Linked DNA regions of Mus musculus: regions 1 and 3 are each linked to region 2. The links are chromatin contacts, called in public Hi-C and promoter capture Hi-C maps. All regions are on one chromosome and are shown on one strand. Each heading gives the region's core, a stretch centred on a gene start, on an enhancer-like site or on the middle of the called end of the contact. The rest is flanking DNA. Distances are from core to core; before and after follow the strand shown. Region 1 holds the start of Sumo1 (small ubiquitin-like modifier 1). Region 2 holds the start of Ino80dos (INO80 complex subunit D, opposite strand). Region 3 holds the start of Kansl1l (KAT8 regulatory NSL complex subunit 1-like).

Region 1 (2,939 bases), core at 415-2,914, 3.4 Mb before region 2:
AACAACTGTCATAAACAAATTATTCATAAAGTCATTTCTATCCCAAAAGAGGATTAATTCAGATTATTAATAAGTAAATCCATGCCACAATTAGTCTACAGTGTAGATAGGCTATAAAAATAGAACCACCCTGGCCAGTCTGTGGTGGCACAAGCCTTTTATCCCAGCACTCAGGAGACAGAAACAGGCCGATCTCTATAAATTGGAGGCCAGCCTGGTCTACAGAGTGTTCCTAGAAAGCCAAGGCTACACAGAAAATCCGTGTCTCAAACAACAACAACAAATTTTTTTTTTAAAAAAGTCCAACTACATTGTGAAGTTGAATGAAAAAGTTTACTGAATAATTATCACAAAAGAAGAAAAAGTTAAAAAAAAAATACTCTGAAAATTAAGTCATCTGAGCAAACCAAAGCAAAGTCAGACCAAAACCTTATGTATATAAAAACTAGCCACAAAGGTAGTAACTAAAATAGGATGAAGAAAAATTTAGGTGGCAAGGAGTCACTCCTATTTGAAGGCAAATACCATGCAAATCCTTGATTCCAAAACCGAGACACACTGTTTTACTACTAATTGACAGCTTTCTGCAAATATTCTGCAATTGTACAACACGGATAACTTTTTTTTTCTCTATTTCTTCGAAAATTAGTTCAGAAACTTCTGGAAGAGAGGTTTGGGGGTGCATATAATCTAAATGCGTCATCTGATTATCAAAGAACAAAAAACGTGCTATATTTTTTTTTAAAGTGCCAAGCATCTGCTGGTTAAAGCCCAGACGAAATGGCTTGTTGGTGGTGGCACTCCATACACAGTTTGCTGTTTCTCGGTTATTCTGAGCGCTCTGAGAACTGGAGAGTTGATGGACCAATCCCGAGTAAGAAATGGAAAGTACAGCGAAAGAGCGGACCGTTCCGCACCCCCGGAAGGAAAAAAAAAAAAAAAAGACTGAGGTGTGCAGAGATGGACGGACCCTCCAGGCAAACACAACGGAAAAGCAGCGTCCTCTGGGCTCCCAGTCACCTCAGACACGGCTCCCCGGCCGCCCCCCACTCTCCGGGACCAAGAACCCAAAGTGGAGTCGAGCTGCTTTTCAGGGCCACCTAGCCTCCCAGTCGGGGATTTCCCTCCCGTTACATAACTGGGCCTAGGGCCTGGTTTCTGCCATCCGTCGTCCGAAGGGAAACGGTCGTTTTCCCCTCAGCTTGCTCTCGGGGACAAGGGAGCGGGCCTGGGCCCCCTGCGAGCCCGCGAGAAACCTGGGCGCCGTCGAGAGAGCCCCGGCGCCGGGTGGCGCGGGGGTAGGGGCCTCGGAGAGGGGCGCGGAGGGCGCGTGGAACCCAGAGCCCCGGGGTCCCAGGCGGCCTGGCCCGACTCCGCCAGGCGCCCCGCGTCCCTCGCGGCCCCCTCCCCACGGGCAGCCCCCTTCTCCAGCCGCCCCCTCCCCCGCGCCTCAGTCCAGGGCCCCAGCCCGCGGCCGACGGCCCTGAGCCCTAAGGCCCCGGCCCGGTACCTGGTCAGACATGGTGACGTGGATTCACCCGGGGGTCTCCGCACCACTGCGGCCTCCGGCAGGCAGAACCTCACTCTGAGGTTTACAAATCCGTCCCTTCTCTACAGCACAACACCGCGGCTGCAGGGACTTCCTCTACGTCTTGCGTCACTTCCGCTGCGCGCAGAGGCGAGTTAGCGAAGACGGGAAAAGGAAGCGGGAAAACGCCGTAAGGAAGGCCGGGGGCTAAAATCCTCCAGGTTGTAAACTACTTGCCTGGAGCAAGAGAACTGCTAGGACTTCGGAGGGAGGGAGAATCAGGCCCGCTGCCGCAGCCCTCAGGGAGACCAGCGCTTTGCCTGCAGGCCGAATGTCTGGGGTCAAACTGACTGCTTAGGCTCCTCCCGGTGGGACGACTTGCGCGCTTCTGAGGCCCGGACCAACCCTCACTGAATATAGTGAATTACCCGTATAGTATTTTTATAGGCCCCTCATGCTTGCTGTTGCCACATTCGTGACTCCGGGTGATAGAGGCAGAGGCTACCGGATCTCTGTGAGTTCGTGGCCATCTTCATCTACAAAGTGAGTTCCAGGACAGGACATAGAACCCTGTTGGGGGCGGGGGAGATGAGGGGGCACAAAAAGACGACCCTTCAGGACACATCTTTTGTTCTTGTGTTTTGAGGCAGGGTCTCACTAATAGCCTTGGCTATTATAGAACATTGCAATGTCAACCAGACTGGCCTCCAACTCGTAGAGATCCTCTTGCCTCTGCCTCCCAAGTGCCACCACACCCCCAGCTAGAACAAAGTCTTGGTGGCTACAGACAACTAAAATGCTACTGAAAGTTTTGAAGTTGTAGGCAGGAGCGCCTTCCAACGCATAAACTAGTTGCCTTGTGTCATAGAAAGACCTAAACTGCTTCCTTTGAATACAGTGACCTTGCACAAGCATTCAAGGAGGATTAAGGTTATAATAAGTAAAGGGGGAAAAATGAAAACTTAAATCAAAAACCCTTCACAGAACAAGACATTAGTAAAATAATCTTTTCTGTAAATAGTAATGAGCCAACTATAAATGACCCAGTAGTCAAAGAGCACTGGCTACTCTTCCAGAGGACTCAAGTCTGAGTCCCAGCACCCATGCATGCATTCAAAACTGCCTGTAACTCTAGTCCCAAGAATCAGATACTTTTTTCAGCACCAAGCCAAAGCCTGAATGCGGTTCATAAACACATTCAGACAAAAACACCCATACAAAATTAAAAATTAGTAGGTACAATATAATTACTAATGAAAATACTGAACATTCACATGCGAAAGGAGAAAGAATTTAAATCCCTATTTCACTGCATATACAAAATTAAAATGTTTCAACGGTGTTTATGTAAGACTGTTTTAGGGTTTTTTTTTTAAGATTTATTTATTTATTTTATGTATATGAGTACACT
Region 2 (3,216 bases), core at 323-2,822:
CATTGCTCCTTGCGCTGCAGGTAGACCTTACTTCCCCAGGCGCCCAGCCCTCCAGGTCCTTCCTCCCAGTTTTGAATGCTCTGTCTGTCAGCCGAGGTCTCCCCCATGGCTTCAGCGTCTGAGTCGGTTCTAACCGGACAAGTGACCAACTAAGAGGGGTAAAGTCCTACCACGGAGGGCAGGGGACTGCTCCAGAAGCCTGCCTGGTCCTGCCCCTCTCCCTGACAGTTTGCTCTCTGCTCTCTTCTTAACTACCTTCCTGCCGGAGCTGTCCAGAGAGGGAGACTGAGGACCCAAAGGAGTCCGGGAGAGAAGGTGGGGGTAGTAATAAAGACACAAGTAGCACCCCCACAGCTCCTTGGTGGGGTGCTGGGTTTTTTAAAAAGGGGGGAGGAGGGGAGGCCGATGGACCCTGACTTTGCAATAGAAACAGCACCTGAATCTACCTCCTCCCTTCCCCACCCCCGAAAGCCCAGTCACTAACTAATAAAGCTAAGAAAAACCCCTTGAAAACTTTTCCAAACCGGAAGAGACGGCTTCTCCCCGGGCCCTGGAGCTCTTGGGGAATGGGCTGGAGTTGGCAGCCCCGTCGGGGATCGCGGGGAGCGGGGTGGGGCGCGGCGCGGGCGAGGGGTGCAGGGGCGGAGTACCTTGAACGGACAGGAACTGGCAAAGAGTTTCGAGCCAGCCGAGTGCTCGCCCCCCGAAGCCCTCGGGGGTCCCGGGCGCTAGGACCGGGGCTCCCCGGAGAGAAGGCGGCCTCCAATTCGGGCCTAAAAGGAAACTTTCCGGGCCGCGGCTGCACCTGACTCCTCGCCGCCCCTCCACCCCACGCCCGCCAGGCCGCCCGCCCCGCCCCGGCCAGGCCGCCCAGAGCGCCGTGGAGCGGGGGGGATAAACAAACCCAACAGTTACCGGAATCCGGGGGGCCCCGTCTGCGCGATGCCCGGGGACGGGGTGCTGCCGCACGGTCCCCACTCCGAGGCCCCGTCGCCCCGGTCCCCGCCGCCCAGCCCTCCGTCCCGCGGGAGAGCTTGGGGCCGGCGCAGGATGCAGCCCGCCCGCCCGCCCCGAGGCCCCGGGGGACCCCAGGGGCGCGGGAGGCCTGTGGCGCGGGGGCAGGGCGCGGCCGCCGCGGGGCCCGAGGCCTAGGGCGCCCCCCCTTCCGCAGCACTCCTGGGGCCCGGCCCGCGCAGGCCGCGCCGCTCGCCGCGCTCAGGCCGCCGCCGGAACCCCCGCCGACGCTGCCCGCGGGCGTCCCCGAGGCCCCCGGTGCCCCATCCCCCGCCACCCCAGCGCCGGCCCCACTCACCCTTTCATTCTCCGCCCGCGGCCTGGCGTGGGCCGGCGAATCCCCGGCCTCACGTAAGCGCGCTCGCCGCCCGCCCTGCCTACGCGGCCCAGCCCGCCGCCCTACGGGAGCCCGGGGATGTGGGCCGGGCCTGGGGCCGCCTCTGCTTACCTTTCAGCTGCTTTTTTTTTTTTTTTTTTTTTTAATTTTTTTTTCCTCCTTCCTCCCCCTCAACCCCCCCTCCCTCGCCTAGGCTGACAGATCAGAGAGGCGCTGGCAGTGGACTTAGGGAGCTCGGCTGCTACTGCTCCCTCCCTGGGCTTCGGCAAGAGTCTTTCCCTGTCTAACACGAGGGGTGAGGATCATATTTTTATTTTGGAAACTAAAAAGTGCTCCCAGGGTCGGTGATCATTAAGGGGAAATCCCTGAATATACTCTCCAGCCAAGAAGGCAGGGCTGCCCGCCTGCACTAGAAGAGGCAGCAGCCTCCTACAGCACCACTACAGGCACCGCGAGGACATAACACCACAGAGCAGTTCCTCTGCCCTCCGAAACGACAACTTTCCTACCATCTTGGAGGCAGAGGAGAGAGGGGCCAAGGGGAGAAGTGCACCGGCTCCAGCCAGATAAAGTCCAAATTTCTACCTCTCATCGCTGGAAAAAAGCCCATACTTGAGAAAAAGCAGGGAAGAAACAGAAAGGAGGTCGTGTGCTCCGTGGTGGGGAATGTTTCTGCACCTTCTGATGGAAAGAAATCTTTACAAGACACAGGTTTTACGATATTATTGTTTTCCATGTTAACTTTTTCCATAAGGGTGACAGTGGCAGCTTACTTTTTTTTTTCTATTTTTTTTTCTTTTTTTCAGGCTAATAATGATTTTTCTCTATGGCAGGTCCAAGTTCTGTATCTGGTGGCCAGTCTGTAAATTGGCACTTGAGAGACTTAGAGGTCACGGTATTGTCTTTATTTAATGCTCGTTTATGTTGTATGTATTCGTACTTATGGTTTCATGTATTAGAGGTAAGATTTTGTGGTTTTGGTATCTGAGGAACTGAGGCTGCTGAGAGTCAATTGTAAAGAGATGGCTTTTGTCTTCTCTCAGAGCAATGTAAGTAAAACCTATTGACTGCCCAGAAAGGCATAATACAGCTGTTTATTTTTCACGGTGCAAATAGAAGTAGTGTGTATTTAAACTCTCAGGACAGCTGAGCAAGCCAGTTCATCTATCAGCCCAAGAAGAAAGATGACTCCTATAAACCTAGCAACAGATTGAAAGATGCCTTGGATTTTCTTCAAGTAAAATTATTTATTAAGAATTATATCTAGAATTCCATTTCTGTTATTTTCTTTTAGTTTGCATAGATTGATGAATGTCTAGGCCTTTGGTACATTGCATACTTTGCTGCCTGCTTCTTGGAACACAGAATTGAGGGGTAGGCTTCTCTTCCCTAGTGTTGGAATGTTCAGAACTTCCGGTGTAGTGTCAGCCTGTTGAGCGACTTTGTACATTGCAAAGATGTAATAGGTTTACTTTTTTTAAGTGATTTTTTGTTTTATGTACATTGGTGTTTTGCCTGCGTGTATGGCTGTGTGAGGGTTTTAGATGCCCAAGAACTGGACTTACAGACAGTTGTGAGCTGCCATGTGGCACTTGAGCTGGGTCCTCTGGAAGATCAGCCAGTGCTCTTAACCACTGAGCCATTTGTCCAGCCCCAGAATCTCCTCCCTTTCTTTCTTTCTTTTTTTTTTTTTTAATGAACAAACTTTAGCACATAAACAGGATCAAAGAAAAAGTGCACCAGGCATGGAGACAGCCAGCTGCTGCTGCAGCCTGACATGTCCATGGCGGAGGTGTTAGGAGAAGTAGGAACTAGCCAGGCTTTTTGTATGTTGCAAGGGAATTAGGGATGCTCATTTAAAATTC
Region 3 (2,982 bases), core at 383-2,882, 3.7 Mb after region 2:
CGAAAATCAAATATCTTACTTCACGGCTTATTCTTAAAATTCCAAAAATATGCTAGCTTTGTTAAAAACTGACGTTATGTTACACCACCACATTACGTGGTGATTTATGCTCACTAACACAAGGCACGTGATCTTCATTACACTCTTTTAAGGCAGGAACTGTATTACGAAACGGTTTTCCAGAGGAAACAGATGTATCAGCAAGGCTGTGACTTGCCCAAGGAAACGGCTAGTTAGCTCTCTGGAAACCGCAGAAATCAACCCCCGGCATTACTAAACAGTCTGCGTTCCACACCTGCGCTTTTCCCCCTCCACTGTCGAATTATTTTTAGAACTACTTCTACCCTCAAATCCTGCCTGTTTTGCCAGCTGTGCTCAGGAACAGTTTCGGGGAAGTTATGTTGCTATCAAACTTGCCCTATCCAATCAGGATTTAAAAACCTTTCTACAAACACAAAGTTAAACTATTAAAGGCGGCGGCGGCGGCCAATCTTTCTTAGTCTCTCCGGCACATTCTGCGTCCAAGCTGGGGGAATCAAAGCCAGAAGGTGACTCCCACAACTCCAGTCTCCCGGGAACCCGCGATGGGAACAGCGAGGACAGGGAACCGCCACCGCGCCTTCTGCGGGGGTACCGAGGACGCCCACGCAGCGCCCGCTCCTCGCAAGGCAGATCCCAACAGCTCCTTCCCCGATTTGGGACCACACAACACCGTCCTGCATTTATTTCTCCTTACCAAACGCTGTTTCTTTTTTTAAAGCTAGCCCTCTCCCCTCTTGGGCACAAGCAGCAACACCAACTCGGACCGGTTACCTTTCAATAAACCACAACACTCCCTTCCACCCCAAACAATTCTAAAGGCCAAATCCATAACGGCCCCAAATAAGAAGAAATTAATGTCGCCGCTGGCCAGCCAAGCTCAGCGTTACGGAAAGCTTCCCACAGAGCGCCCCACACCCCCAGGACAGGCGCCGCTGCTCCAGCCTTGCGGGGGGCGGGGGGGGGGGGAGGGAGAGGGCGTGCCCAAGAAAAACCACGTGTTCCGCCTTCTGCGCACGCGCCAGCCAAAACAAAAGGGAGGCCTGCCAAGCCCCGCCCCATCCCCACGTGACTCGAATCCAGGCCCGCCCCCTGCCCCGCCCTCCCCTCCCCGCCGTGTCTGCCAAGGCTGTTAGGTTTAGCCGTTTAAATTTGGCTGCGGTCCGACCCCTGCCCCAAAGCACGGTCTTGTGCCGGGGCCCGCAGTCCAACGGCAAGCAGGGTTCGGGGTGCAAAGGGGGCTGCCCGGCGGACGCCGAGCCCGCGAGTCCACCCGGCGGTCTTCTCCGCTCTTTCCCGCCCCGCGCCGCCGCCGTCCCCCGCCGAGGAGACCCACCCCCCTCAGCCCGCCGCTGCGACGCCGGCCACTCGCCTGCTGGGGCGCCCTGGCTGCCCTCCGCCGCCGCACCTTCGGTCCGGCCGTGGTGGGGGCCGCCGAGGCGATCTCTAGCTGTCCGCCCGCCTCCCCCCACCCGGGGCGCCGCCGACTCGTCTCCAGAGCGCGCCCCGCTCCCGCCCCGGCTGACGCCGCCGCCGCGGTTTAACAGTCCGCCCGCTGCCCGCAGCTCCGGGCGCTCGGGGGACGGAACCCTACGGCGGAGGGAGGGGAGTGGGGGAGGGCGGGGCCCGGCGCCGGCCAATGGCAGCGGGGGAGGGGCGCGCCATGCAAATGAGACGGGCGGCGGGGAAACCCCGGCGGGGGCGGGGCCCGCGGAAGCCGCTGGGAGCGTTCTGAAAGCAGCCTGAGCGCGGTGGCCGAACTCTGCCGGCTCCCAGTGCGTTCCGCGCCGCCGTTGTCCCGCGCTCTCTCCACCCCGGTGCCAGCCCGCAAAAGTCACCCCGCCGGCCGTGCTGCGGGGCGCTGCGGTTTCTTTAGGTCTGTTACAGGAAAATAAGACCTGGAAACTCCGGGCGGGCAGGGCCGTCCTGGCCAGGCCGAGGGTTAAGCAGCCCTCAACGCTCCAACCTTTTGCTTCTATGGGTCCCAGAGGCTCGATCCCGAGTCATGCTCTGTCGGACCTCTGAGGACCTTAAAATAGGTGGCAGACCTGCCATGGATACATTTGAGTTAGCTTATGATTAAGGAGCTCTGCAGTTAACTCTGAGGTAGCGCAGACCAGCGGGATTTTAATGGAAACAGTTGGCTAGAGACAGAAACATCTCTGCGAGCGAGTCTTGCACCTGGCCCAGCTCGCAGCTCGCAGCTCACCACCGTTAAACGCACCCGGGCATTTCCCCAGGCTTGAACTTGATGCTTGAGAAAAAAACGATAGCCTAAATATAGCTCCTTAGATAATAGATTAGACGCTTTGCTAAGCAGATTTTCACTAGAATGCTGTAGGAAGTGAAAAGGCACTAGAATTTTTAGATCGATATATCACTTCTACCTTATTTATTTGGAAGGGCTTACAGGCAGGAGTGTATAGAATTGAAGTCATAAAGAAGCAATACTTAAGACATTACCAGAGTTGGAAAATTAACTGTTCTTTCTTTTTCTAGTACATGAATAAATAGCTGAAATAATTTTTATGATAAACTGCCTACAGTAGGGAAAATGGTTATAAAAATTACTCAGAACAATAATTGCTCAATATGGGTCAAGGATGGGCAGTCCAGAAAATAGATTTGCCTTCATTCAATTAAAAATCATGGACTAACAGTGTGTTGGAGGAAAAAGTAAACACTGGATATTTGTCATATTTAAAGGGATGGGTAAAACACTTAAAGAATGTGGTAGGGTCTGGAGTGATGGTACAAACCTTTAATCCCAGGCACAGGTGGGCCAGCCTAGTCTAGTGGTTAGGTCCAGGATAATCATAGCGACATACTGAGACTGTGTCTAAACCCAAAACAAAACTGCACAGTGGATGTATAGCCGTTTGAGAAGTCAACGGTGATCAAGCAGTTCTAAGATCCTGTATTCACCTGGGCATTCATTTTAAA

What was found. Promoter capture Hi-C pulls out the DNA fragments that hold promoters and counts their contacts. Hi-C and Micro-C count contacts between places; a contact is called where the count stands out from the background.
Region 1: a Hi-C map of CD4 T cells shows a contact between it and region 2, with 4 times the contacts expected there. The contact joins the promoter of Sumo1 here to the promoter of Ino80dos in region 2.
Region 3: a contact with region 2 is called in a promoter capture Hi-C map of pre-B cells. The contact joins the promoter of Kansl1l here to the promoter of Ino80dos in region 2. A contact is called at or near these places in 1 of 39 promoter capture datasets (pre-B cells) and 1 of 484 Hi-C or Micro-C datasets (CD4 T cells).

What each region holds. Positions count from the first base shown.
Region 1 is chr1:59,669,170-59,672,108 of GRCm38.p6, forward strand. It overlaps Sumo1 (small ubiquitin-like modifier 1), which reads right to left and starts at 1,665. Exons shown (of 5, transcript NM_009460.2): 1 at 1,511-1,665. The coding sequence starts at 1,522.
Region 2 is chr1:63,112,899-63,116,114 of GRCm38.p6, forward strand. Ino80dos (INO80 complex subunit D, opposite strand) reads left to right here and starts at 1,573. Exons shown (of 4, transcript NR_045915.1): 1 at 1,573-1,646. Ino80d (INO80 complex subunit D) reads right to left here and starts at 1,369. Exons shown (of 12, transcript NM_001114609.1): 1 at 1,313-1,369.
Region 3 is chr1:66,815,963-66,818,944 of GRCm38.p6, forward strand. Kansl1l (KAT8 regulatory NSL complex subunit 1-like) reads right to left here and starts at 1,633. Exons shown (of 15, transcript NM_001122738.1): 1 at 1,412-1,633.